Regions from separate parts of the Ovis aries genome. Here region 2 is linked to region 1. A link is a contact called in public Hi-C data. All regions are on one chromosome and are shown on one strand. The core of a region is the stretch at or near the end of the contact, and the rest is flanking DNA. Distances in the headings are between cores, read along the strand shown. Region 1 has its middle 59 kb from the start of PCDH1. Region 2 holds the start of RNF14 (ring finger protein 14).

Region 1 (5,496 bases), core at 1,165-3,664:
CTTTCACTGCCTGTTCCATCTCCTCACACTTCATTCTTTTCCATCTCACTCAATCCCAGCTGCCGCTCCAATCTCTCATCACTACCTGCTACCTTCAACCCCATCCTTTTTCCACCTGGCACCCTCTAGCAACTCTCCCCCTATCCCCATCCTGTCCTCACCTCTATCCCCAATATCTGCCATCCTCCACCCTCTGTTTCCTCCCTTCAGTTCATTCCTTCTTCCCCTTAGCCTCATCCCCAACTCCTTCCTCATCCTCTTCTTCATCTTTTCCTCCGTCCACAACCTCAACTCCCCTCCCATCTCGTCTTCATCTCACCCCATCTCTTTCCTGATTCCCATTCTAGTCTTTCACTGCCAGCCCCGCCCCAGGACTCCTCGTTCAGGGTCTGTGGTCCTGAGTGGGGAGGAGACACTGCCTCCAGAGGCCACGGCAGAAAGGTGCACTCCAGGGGCTGAACTCCCAGTTTCCCCAGGGCTAGGACAGCCCCAGAATGTGCTGTGGGTCGAGTCCCCTCAATCAGCTGGAGTGGGAAGGGCCCTGGCTGGGCAGCAAGCCATGTCTTCACTCCCCACCCCCACCCTTCCCTCTCTCCTCTGGGCGGGCCTCCATGCTGGGACCTCGGCCCACAGCCCGGCTCCTCACGCGGCTCTCGTTTTATTAACCTGCCTGTCGCTGCTCTCGCCACTGAATAGGGCCTATGTGGGGGGGGGGGGGGGGACACTGGCAAGGGGGGCCTTAGGCTTTGCTGGGGATCACCATGGAAACAGCAGCCTCGGCCAATCAGAGGGCCAGCAGCACCAAGTGCAGCAGGCAGCTCGGTCTCGGAAGCCTCGTGCAGCCTGCAGGCTGACTCCTGCCTGACAGGCCCTCGCAGCCCCAGCAGAGGGAGAGAAGGAAAAAAGGGGGGCACAACCCTGGGGGAAGAGGCATAGGCTGGAGTGGTGGGAGTATGAGGCCAGAGGATGCTGAGGGCCCGATTAGAAGAGGAGAGATGGGGGAGGGGATTGGAGCCTCCTGGGTAGGGGTTCGGAGGAGGAACCTCAGAGGCCTGGGGCAGAGGCTGAGTTTCTCCCCAACTGCAGTCTTGGTCTCAGCCCAGTTTCTCAGCCTCCGCGGAACTGACATTTGGGACCAGCTATGTCTTTATTGTGGGGGACGCAGTTCTGAGCATTCTAGGATATTGAGCTGCATCCTTGGCTTCTACCCACTAGAAGTGAGTAGCTTCCCCTCACCATCCAATCCTAACAACCGAAAATGCCTCCAGATGCTGCCCCATGTCTGTTGGTTGTGGGGGGGGTGGGGGGGCGGGGTGTACATAATCACCCTCGGTTGAGAATCACTGGCCTGAGCCCTCACAGGGTAGTGGTTATCATTTGTGCAACTTGCTCCCTCTAAGCTTACTTCCCAGAGGGAAAGCAGGAAGGAGGAGGAAGAGGAAAATAGTGGGGATGAGAGAAAGGAAGAGGAGGAAGGAGCCTGGGCCAGGATTCCTGGTGGGTGGAGAGCCTTGGGGAAATAGGGATGTAGGAGAGAGTGCCGCCTCCCCTCAGGCTGCCAATTTACATTACAGGGATTAAAAAATAAAGTGAGAGGTCTAAATGCCTTTCCTTGTTGAAGTTCCTTCTGCTGGGTGCACCCTCTCTGTCCTTCACCAGCCAGGAATCTTAGCCTTCCTTCAGGCTCGTAATTGGTACCACATCCAGGAAGCCCTCCCTGATTCTCTCAGCAGATTAATTTTTCTTTTCTCTAACACTCCTTGCCGCGTTGCTTCTTTCTCCACGTTACCGTTCACATGGTTCATCCTAGTAACAGTAGTCACTTTTGTGGACAGTTTCCTGTGTGCCAAAGGCTGCACTAAAGGATGAAAGGAAGCTGTGCACATGTTCTCGCCACAGCTCCATGGGCTGGCTACTATTTATATCACCATTTTACAGATGAGGAAACCGAGGCTTAAGTAAAATAACTTGCCTAAGGTCACCCAATTAGTAGAAGCACAGTGAGGACTCAAACCCAAGTGTTCACGACTCCAGGGCCGACAGTACCTGCCGCTGGAGGCTGTGCAAGCATCCATCTCCCCTGTTACATCTGGGCTCGCTTGTGATGCCCAGCACAGGGTTGGTGAGTGGTGGGTGCTTAAGAGCTGTTTGGATTGGTTGGTGGTCTCTGGAAAGGTCTGAGTAGACAGCTGGGCATCAAGCCCGAGGAGGCTGGGATGGAACTGGCTGTGGCAGGGTGCTGGGTGCCTCCTGAAGGCCCTCAGGTCTTGCTGTGGCCTGCATTCACTGGGTCAACCCCATGCAGGGCAAGTGGCCTGGGGCCACATCCCAGCCACACTGCTTCACTGGGCTGCCTGAGGTCTCAGAACTGACCTGTCCTGCAATTCTTAGGGATGCTGCACCATGGCCCCCCCTAGTGGCCAGAGGGTCACGATAGCAGGTGGTGGGAGTGAGTGTGCAGTCCGAGTGCTCACACACAGTCCAGGCTTCTCTCTGAACCCCATTCCCAGGCTCCAAGGCCACCCTTGGGGAGTTGGAGACAGAGGCCTCAGATGACCATATGCTGGTGGAACCTGGCCCCTGACTCCAGCATGGAGGACAAAGCAAAGCCCCATTCCCCACAGAGAAAGAGCCCCTCTCCCTCCTGCCTCATTTGAAGCGAAGAGGGTAGTGTTGGCAGAGGACTTCCATCTCAGCCTCTCCCACAGTGTAGATTCCACCCCCGTGCCTGCCTTACATTCAGCAAGAGAGGGTTTGAGGCAGAGAGGTGTCTGCCAGGAAGCATCTCGTGGTGCTGCTTCCCTCCCAGGTTAGGGTTTTGATCTGGAATCCAGGAGCTGGAGTCCCAGGGGGCTCACATCAGAACTGCTCCCCTACCTGAGACATGCATCCGCCATCCTCCTCCCCCAGGAACCTGCAACACTGGCACCTCAGCTTTGAAGGCAGGGCTTCTGACAGGCTGCTGTTGCCATGGCAACCCCATCTCAGGCTGCCCTACCCAGTGCTTCTCTCCACCCACCTCCCTCCACCCTGAACCCACATCACCTTCATTCATAGAATGAGAATGGCTTAACATCAGCAGAGTGGACACCCCTCTGTCTCGCCCACTCCTCTCTCTCTTTCCTCTCATTCAACCGAGATCCATAAGCCAGGGAGAGAAATGACTGAATGAGTGGGAGTTGGGGTGGGAGTGAGGCTGGACTAGTGGGGGTGGAAGGGTAGGATAGGAATGGGAAGGAGCCATGGCTCAGCCCCCACCCCCAGCCTGTGGGCCCCCGAGGCTTGGGCCTTGGCTCTTCCTATTCCCAGCTCTGTCTCAGTTCAAGGACCTATGTCTATCTCGGCTCCGGCTCTGTGACGATCTAGGGCCCAGACAGGCTGTGTGATGGCCCCAGAGCAACACAGGGCCAGGTCTCAGCCTCCAGGCTCAGGTTTTCTCTCCAGGACCAACTAAACTGTAGCTCAGAGGCCAGATGCAATGGCTCAGCCCTGGAACTCAGCCCAGGAGCACCAAGGCTGCTCCTGACCTGGCACCTCTTCCTGTGTAAGACATTGCCTAGCAGGATTGTAGAGGGGTGGAGGGATTCCAGTTTACAGCGGGATTAGAGGAAGGGCTAGAGGGGAGCCTCAGACCCCAGCCCTGGTTAAACAATGTGACTCTTTGGTTTCTGAGTGTTGGCAGGTGCTACTGGAAAGTCAGGCCAGGCCAGCTCAGAGCAGGCATCAGTCCCATCCCTGTAGGAGGCCTTGAGCATGGTCAGCAACTCAGCCTCAGAATCAGCCAGCCTGGGTTTGAATTATAATGCCCTCATTTATTCACTGTGTGATACTTACCTTTTCTGAGCCTAGATTTCCTTATCTAAAAAAGAGATGGTAGTTATATACAGGCACAGTCATCCCTCAGTATCCATGGAAGATTGGTTCCAGGAGCCCCTGCAGATACCAAAATCTGAGGATGCTCAAGTCCCTTATATAAAATGGCATGGTACAGTGAATACAGCCAGCTCTCCATATCCTCGGAAGTAAAACCCATGGTAGGGAAGGTTGTCTGCACAAGGCTAACATTTATGAACTCTACATCCCTTTCGGACACCATACTTTAGGTGCCTTATCTCATTTAATTCTCATAAAAGCCCAGTGACATAGATATCATTATTGTTATGTGTCTTTTACAGAGGAGAAACGGAGGCTCAGGGAGGTTAAAGTGAATCACCTGTCAGGAGGGCAGGGCTTTATATCCAGGCAGCATGAGATAATGTATGCAATAAATAGGGAGTCTTATTAGTAAGAGTCTGTGACTGAAAGTGGGGCTGTGCCTCTCGCTTCCATTACTCTGAGGATGCACAACCTTCTCCAGCAACCAAGATGGCATACTGCTAGAAGAGGCTTGAGGGTAGGGGGTCACAGAGGAGCCTAAGCTTGGTGAGGTTGGGGATGAGATGGATATAGGAAGGGAGACTAGCTCTGGTCCAAGGAATGTCTGAACTGGCAGAACTGTGAGACCATCTCTAGGCCAACCCCTCAACCGAGAGGACAGCAAGCTTCTGAAATCTCAAGGAGGAAGCGACTTGTCCAAGGTCACCTGGTAAATGGACAGCTCTACCTCCCTCCTCAGGGCTTCCCTGCTGGCTCAGTGGTAAAGAATCTGCCTGCCAGTGCAGGAGATGCAGGTTTGATCTCTGGGTCGGAAAGATGCCCTGGAGAAGGAAATGGCAACCTACTCCAGTATTCTTGTCTGGGAAATCCCATGGACAGAGGAACTTGGTGGTCTACAGTCCATGGGCCGTTGCAAAAGAGTCAGAGGACTTAGCAGCTAAACAACAACAAGCAAACTTCCCTGCCTCAACCCTTTGTCGCCTTTGGTCAACACATTAAGGTCAAGGTCAATAGCCTCGGAGGCTTAGGGTCCCTTGTCTTTCTCCTTGGGGTACTACCCTGGAACTCAAAGTCACCCAGTCAGATCTGCAGCTTCCCTGCATTCCACCTGCCCCTAGCTCCTCCGCCCTTCGCTGAAAGGGTCCCCCACTCCCGAGCAGCCTGCCCCTCTAAAAACCTCCAAACACTGGGGCTTAACCATCTCCCCCACCTCCCACCTTGAGTGAATGTGCTGAACAAACATCATTGTTCCCCATACAATGGATACAAAGAACTTGGGAATTCACAGAATGGTCCTGAATTTCAGCTTCCTTCCCTTCCAAGCCCCAGAGAGATCTATTGTCTGTAAACTCCACTTAAAATATGCACCGTTGCTCCAGCTGGGGATCCACTTAAGACATTCGGAAGAGCCTCCCCCACTCCCACCCCCTTCCCCAGCCCTTTCAGAGCCAGGCTGGGAGGATGGGAAGAACCACCACCGAGAAGGAAGCTGGAAATGACCCAGCCCCCACAGTATTCCTGAGTGCCTGGGGCCCCCATTTTACAGCTGAAAGGACTGATTAGCAGTGCGATTGAGGGACCTGGTTCCCCAGTAGACCCCAATCAGAGTACTTTGTCTTC
Region 2 (5,496 bases), core at 982-3,481, 130 kb after region 1:
AGACCTCTGTTTTCCAGAGTGGCTACTCCATTTTACATCCTCAGAATCAATATATGAGGATTCCAATTTCTTTGCCACTTCACCAACACTTGTTATAATCTGTCTTCTTTTTTAAAATTCTTTATTGAGATGTAACTGGCATACAACATTATATTAGTTTCAGGTGTATAACATAATGATCCAATATATGTATGTATTGAGAAATGATTTCTACAGTGAGTAAATATCAAATACCATACATACAGATTTTTTTCTTATGATGAAAACATTCAAGATTTATTCTCTTAGCAACTTTCATATATAGAGTATTATGTACTATATTCACCATGGTTTCCATAACATCCCAATGACCTATTTATTTTATAATTAAAAGTGTGTGTCTTCACCCACTTGCCCACCTCTTGCTTCTGACAACCACCAAACAGTTCTCTGTATCATGAGATTAAAAAAAAATTTTTTTCTTTTTATTACAGTGGTTCTAGTGAGTGTGAAGTGGCTTCTAATTGTGGTTTTGATTTGTATTTCCCTGATGACTATTTCCCATCACTTCATGGGAAATAGATGGGGAAACAGTGGAAACAGTGGCTGAATTTATTTTGGGGGGCTCCAAAATTACTGCAGATGGTAATTGCAGCCATGAAATTAAAAGATGCTTACTCCTTGGAAGAAAAGTTATGACCAACCTAGATAGCATATTCAAAAGCAGAGACATTACTTTGCCGACTAAGGTCTGTCTAGTCAAGGCTATGGTTTTTCTTGTGGTCATGTATGGATGTGCAAGTTGGACTGTGAAGAAAGCTGAGCGCCGAAGAATTGATGCTTTTGAACTGTGGTGTTGGAGAAGACTCTTGAGAGTCCCTTGGACTGCAAGGAGATCCAACCAGTCCATTCTGAAGGAGATCAGCCCTGAGATTTCTTTGGAAGGAATGATGTAAAGCTGAAGCTCCAGTACTTTGGCCACCCATGCAAAGAGCTGACTCATTGGAAAAGACTCTGATGCTGGGAGGGACTGGGGGCAGGAGGAGAAGGGGACGACAGAGGATGAAATCACTGGATGGCATCACTGACTTGATGGAAGTGAGTCTGAGTGAACTCCGAGAGTTGGTGATGGACAGGGAGGCCTGGCATGCTGCAATTCGTGGGGTTGCAAAGAGTCGGACACGACTGAGCGACTGAACTGAAACTAAACTGATGACTAATGACGAGCCTTTTTTCACATGCTTACTAAACATTTGTATATCTTCTTTGGAGAAATGTCTATTCACATCCTTTGCCCATTTTTAAATTGAGTTATTGGTCTTTCTGTTGTTGAGTTGTAGTTCTTTATATGTTCTGGCTTTTAAACCTTTGTCAGACATATGATTTTCAAATTTGTTCCCCTATTCTGTGGGTTGTCTTTTCTTGATAATGCCCTTTGAAGCACAGAAGTTTTTAATTTTGATGAATCTAATTTATTTTTCTTTTATTTCTTGTGCTTTTGTTCCTAAGAACCTATTGCATAATCCAAGTTCATGATTTAATCCAACATTTTCTTGTAAGAGATTTTTTAGTTTTATTGCTTACCTTTAGGTCTTTGCTATATTTTGAGTTAATTTTTGCATATGGCATGAGGTAGTAGGGGACATGTAATTTTAATTCCCACTCAGCCTATACGCTTTGGTAAATTCTTGAACCTTTCTCAATTTCCTCACTTGTAAAGCAGGAATAACAAATAGTATCTAAAGTATAAGGTTATAATGAAGTGAACATTTACATAAAATCATGAGTACAGGACTTGAAGCATTCCTATGCTTAATAAACACTGTAGTTATTACAGTTACAATATGACCAATGAGAGAATGCCTTCATAGTGGAGGTGCCAGAAAGATAGGTAGCATTTCTGAGACCGGGATCCCGGGAGGTAGAAGAGGCTTGCCTTCTCTACTTGGGGGAGCAGGTCTACCCCAGGTAGTTCCCTGCCTCGTGATTTACCTCTAGTGATTGGTAAAAATTCTAATTCCGAGGCACATTCCCAGCAGGGGCCCCAGAATCTGCATTTGTGTCAACGTCTCCACAGGCATACTGAAGTCTTAAGTCTGGTGGGCAGCGGTACGGTGACAGTGGTCGCGGCTGCAGCGCCGGTTTGACCTGCGGGGGGCGGCCGAGGGGCCGCGGCGGTCACGGCGTCTGCGCACAGCCCTTCGCTCGCCGAGGCCTCTCAGCCAGATCCGCCCGGCTCAGCTGACAGCTCCGAAGACGGAAGAGGCGGTCCGCCGGTTGAGCGGGGCGTCTCCAGGAGGGGCCAGCGAGTGGAGGTGAGGGGATCCGGAGCTAGGTTGGAGGGCGGAACTTTCGAGCCCGGCGCGGTGGGGCAGCCGGAAGGTACGGTGGGAACTGCGCTACAGGCGCGCGAGGCAGAGAAGGGCGGCCGGGCCCGGACTGCTTGCTTAGCAGTCTTCAACTCCCCGGACCCGGGACCCGGCCCGGCTAAGGTCCCCGGGGTGCCCAGAGGAGGAAGGGGAAGTTCCAGGTCCTGCCCCTTCGGGACCCCTGGGCGGGCTCACACGCGCGCAGCGTCCTCCGTTTCCAAGCGCTGGGGCAGGTAGCGGGGCTCGGGCCTGCCCCCCAGCTGTAGGTGAGTCGCGCAAACAACGACTCCAGACGCCCCGCAGTGAGCCGTGGAGACACGGCAGCGGCATGCTGACCCCCCGGCCCCCCGCCCACGGGTAAAACGTTCATGGTGTGGCCTGGGAGAATGAGTAGGATTTTCCCAGGCTCGAGGGAAACCCGGCGGAGGAGGGGCTTCCCTCACTCTTATAGCGGTTTCCGGTTTGCCTAAAAGTAATATTAAACTTGAATTCTCTCGTCTTGTGACACCGGGGTTTATTCTTGTTCCTGTGTTAACAGCTGAAGAAACAAGGTGGTCTGAATCCCGTTTTATTTTTATATTAGCTCTGTGACCTTGAGCCAGCGTGGACTTAAAATGTCATTTTTCTGTGTATAGTGGAAATAGGTGTAGGACTTTCTTCATGGGGTTGTGGGAATCTAACGGGTTAGTGCATTTAAAGGGCTTACCACAATGCCTGACACGTGGTAAGAGTTCACTCTTTTTGCTGTTATTGTGACGACCAACCCAACGTGCTCCTGGTGGGATGTGGCAGTGCAGTCCCTGAATCTTGATTCTAGTCCCCCATTGCAGCAACCACATCTCACCCCAGTTCAGTTCTCACTTTTTCCAGTGTCTAACCTAAAGCACTGCTAGATTCTGAGAGCAATATACATAGAGGCAAAACACTTGATCCTTGCCCTTAAGGAACTAATTTAGTCTGGGAGGAGAGGAAGCGCAAGTTCAGAGGAAAAACTAATGCAAGGTGGGGTGTGACAATGTCATAGGAAAGTTACAATAAAAAGTTTTCTGAGTTTTTAAAGGAAGACATGCTAATTGGAAGTTTTATATGGAATAGGGGTTTTGGAGGTGAGTCTTGAAGACTGAATAGAATCAAAGAAATTCATGTCAGCAATTTTAATTAAGGGACTGGGACCCATGGCAGCTTCAGAAGCTGGGGTCTGGTGAGTTGGGTCATAAGGAGCTGCCAATGGGAAACAGCTTGGAGTAGAGTTTCTTAATCCTGGCTGCACGTTAGAATAACATGGTGCACTTGGATGACCCATGTCTGATTGAATTGCTCTGGGGTGTAGCCTGCGTATAAATTCATTTCACCTCATTTATATAGGACTTCCCTGGTGGTTCAGACAGTTAAGCGTCTGTCTACAATGTGGGAGACCCGGGTTCGATCCCTGGGTCGGGAAGATCCTCTGGAGAAGGAAATGGCAATCCACTCCAGTACTATTGCCTGGAAAATCCCATGGACAGAGGAGCCTGGTAGGCTACAGCCCATGGGATCGCAAAGAGTTGGATACGACTGAGTGATTTTACCTTACCTCATTTATAATGTTTGAACAGGAAGAAACAAAAAGCTTAATTACATTGTCACCATGTTCTACAGGTGGTAAAAAGCATTTACAGTTATGTAGGGTGATGTGAAAAGACAATATATCATACATAATACATAATAGTACTACTCGATAAATGTAAATTGATCTTAAATTTCATTGTTAACTTATTTGAGAGTCACACATCTGAAAATATGGTTTTAAAATTATTGTTTTATATATTTTGCATATTTTAAGATATTCATAGCATTCCCCAGAACCCATCTATGGACCAGTCTCCCTTTCTCCTTTATTCCCTGTTCAAGAAGCCTGGTAGAGCATTTAGAATAGGACTTAAATGTTTGTGTGTGAGCACTTTTATTATTTTGTTTTTAAATACCCTGCTGTCTTCCTTAAATTAACCTAACGTTGAGTGTCCCTCTCAGGATTAATTCGTTAGTGGACAAAAGGACAAACTGGAGGGGTAGGAAATGAAGGAATAGAAGAAGTGGAAAAGGAAAGAAAAAAGAAAAACAAGAAAACCGCAGGAAGTGGTTTGTTATGGGGGCATGTTGTGCTGTTGTCTTCTGTGACTTTGGTGTTCTCAGCTCCTCCCAGGGCTGAAGGCAGGCAGATAAGACCGGCACTCTGATTATTGGGAACATGCAAATATCCTTTGAACCACATGGCTCAGTTAGGCTGACATAGGTGATCAATATGCAGCTGTAGATTAGGATTGACTGTGTGTTAGAATGTGCTTGATTTAAGTGGTGGTTGTGGAAATTCAGAATTTAAATTTGGAGAGGATGCTAACACCATCTTTTGTATTTTTTTTCTGCAGATGGCAGGGTTTCTCTAGTATATCTAGTATGAGTTCTACATCTTGGCCTTTTATCCACCTTCAGCAGTCTCATCTCCATCATCTTAAGAATAAATGAGATTTGCATGAGTTCCAAACTTGGGGCTGAAGTACGAACTCCAGTGCTGATATCCTTTTCTTCTAGTTGTTATTAACAGGTACTAACTGACCTTAAATAGAATATATCACTGTGTCTTAGGTAGGGACACAGCTTAAGCAGAACCATTATCATCTGCTAGAAAACGTACTTTTTGAAAATGGAATCATTTTAAATGAATTTGAGTTTTGTAGTGTCACTTTTTTATAACATGAAAAACCACGTCCTAACTTTTCCTTGTGCATTCCAATTTAGAAAATATTTCAGCCAAGAGGGAGCATATTTGCAAATACAGTTACAGTCTAGTATTTTAATCGATAGAATGGTAATTTTTGGTGGTTGTTTTATTAATTTTCACAGATTCTCACACATATTTTTTTGCATGTTTGAATTATCTGACAGTGTGGTGTATCTTTCAGTTGCTGTAATTAAAAAACATTTGTACAGTTTAATTATAGCATATTTTCACGGTTGGTGTTACCTAAAATAATGATAAATCTTAAAATTGATTTGATATTATTTCAAAAATTTAATGTTTTTTTGCTGCTTCCACAGTTATCTGTCTGACATGTTATCATCCTTTTAACAGTCTCTAGAGTGGGGTGTTCTCAAGTAGGAGCAATTTTCT

The links. A called contact is a pair of places that touch in the nucleus more often than the background predicts.
Region 2: a contact with region 1 is called in a Hi-C map of hypothalamus, with 2.5 times the contacts expected there. The contact joins the promoter of RNF14 here to the enhancer-like site in region 1. A contact is called at or near these places in 2 of 16 Hi-C or Micro-C datasets (hypothalamus and muscle).

The regions. Positions count from the first base shown.
Region 1 is chr5:50,556,742-50,562,237 of ARS-UI_Ramb_v3.0, forward strand. No RefSeq gene overlaps it. Among named protein-coding and RNA genes, the nearest start is that of PCDH1, 59 kb to the right of the region's middle. Within about 2 kb of position 2,415, at least 7 of the 54 cell types and tissues checked have an H3K27ac peak or open chromatin away from gene starts, as enhancers often do. A contact at or near this core is called in hypothalamus, where this site is marked.
Region 2 is chr5:50,687,354-50,692,849 of ARS-UI_Ramb_v3.0, forward strand. RNF14 (ring finger protein 14) reads left to right here and starts at 2,232. Exons shown (of 10, transcript XM_060415873.1): 1 at 2,232-2,294; 2 at 4,754-4,929.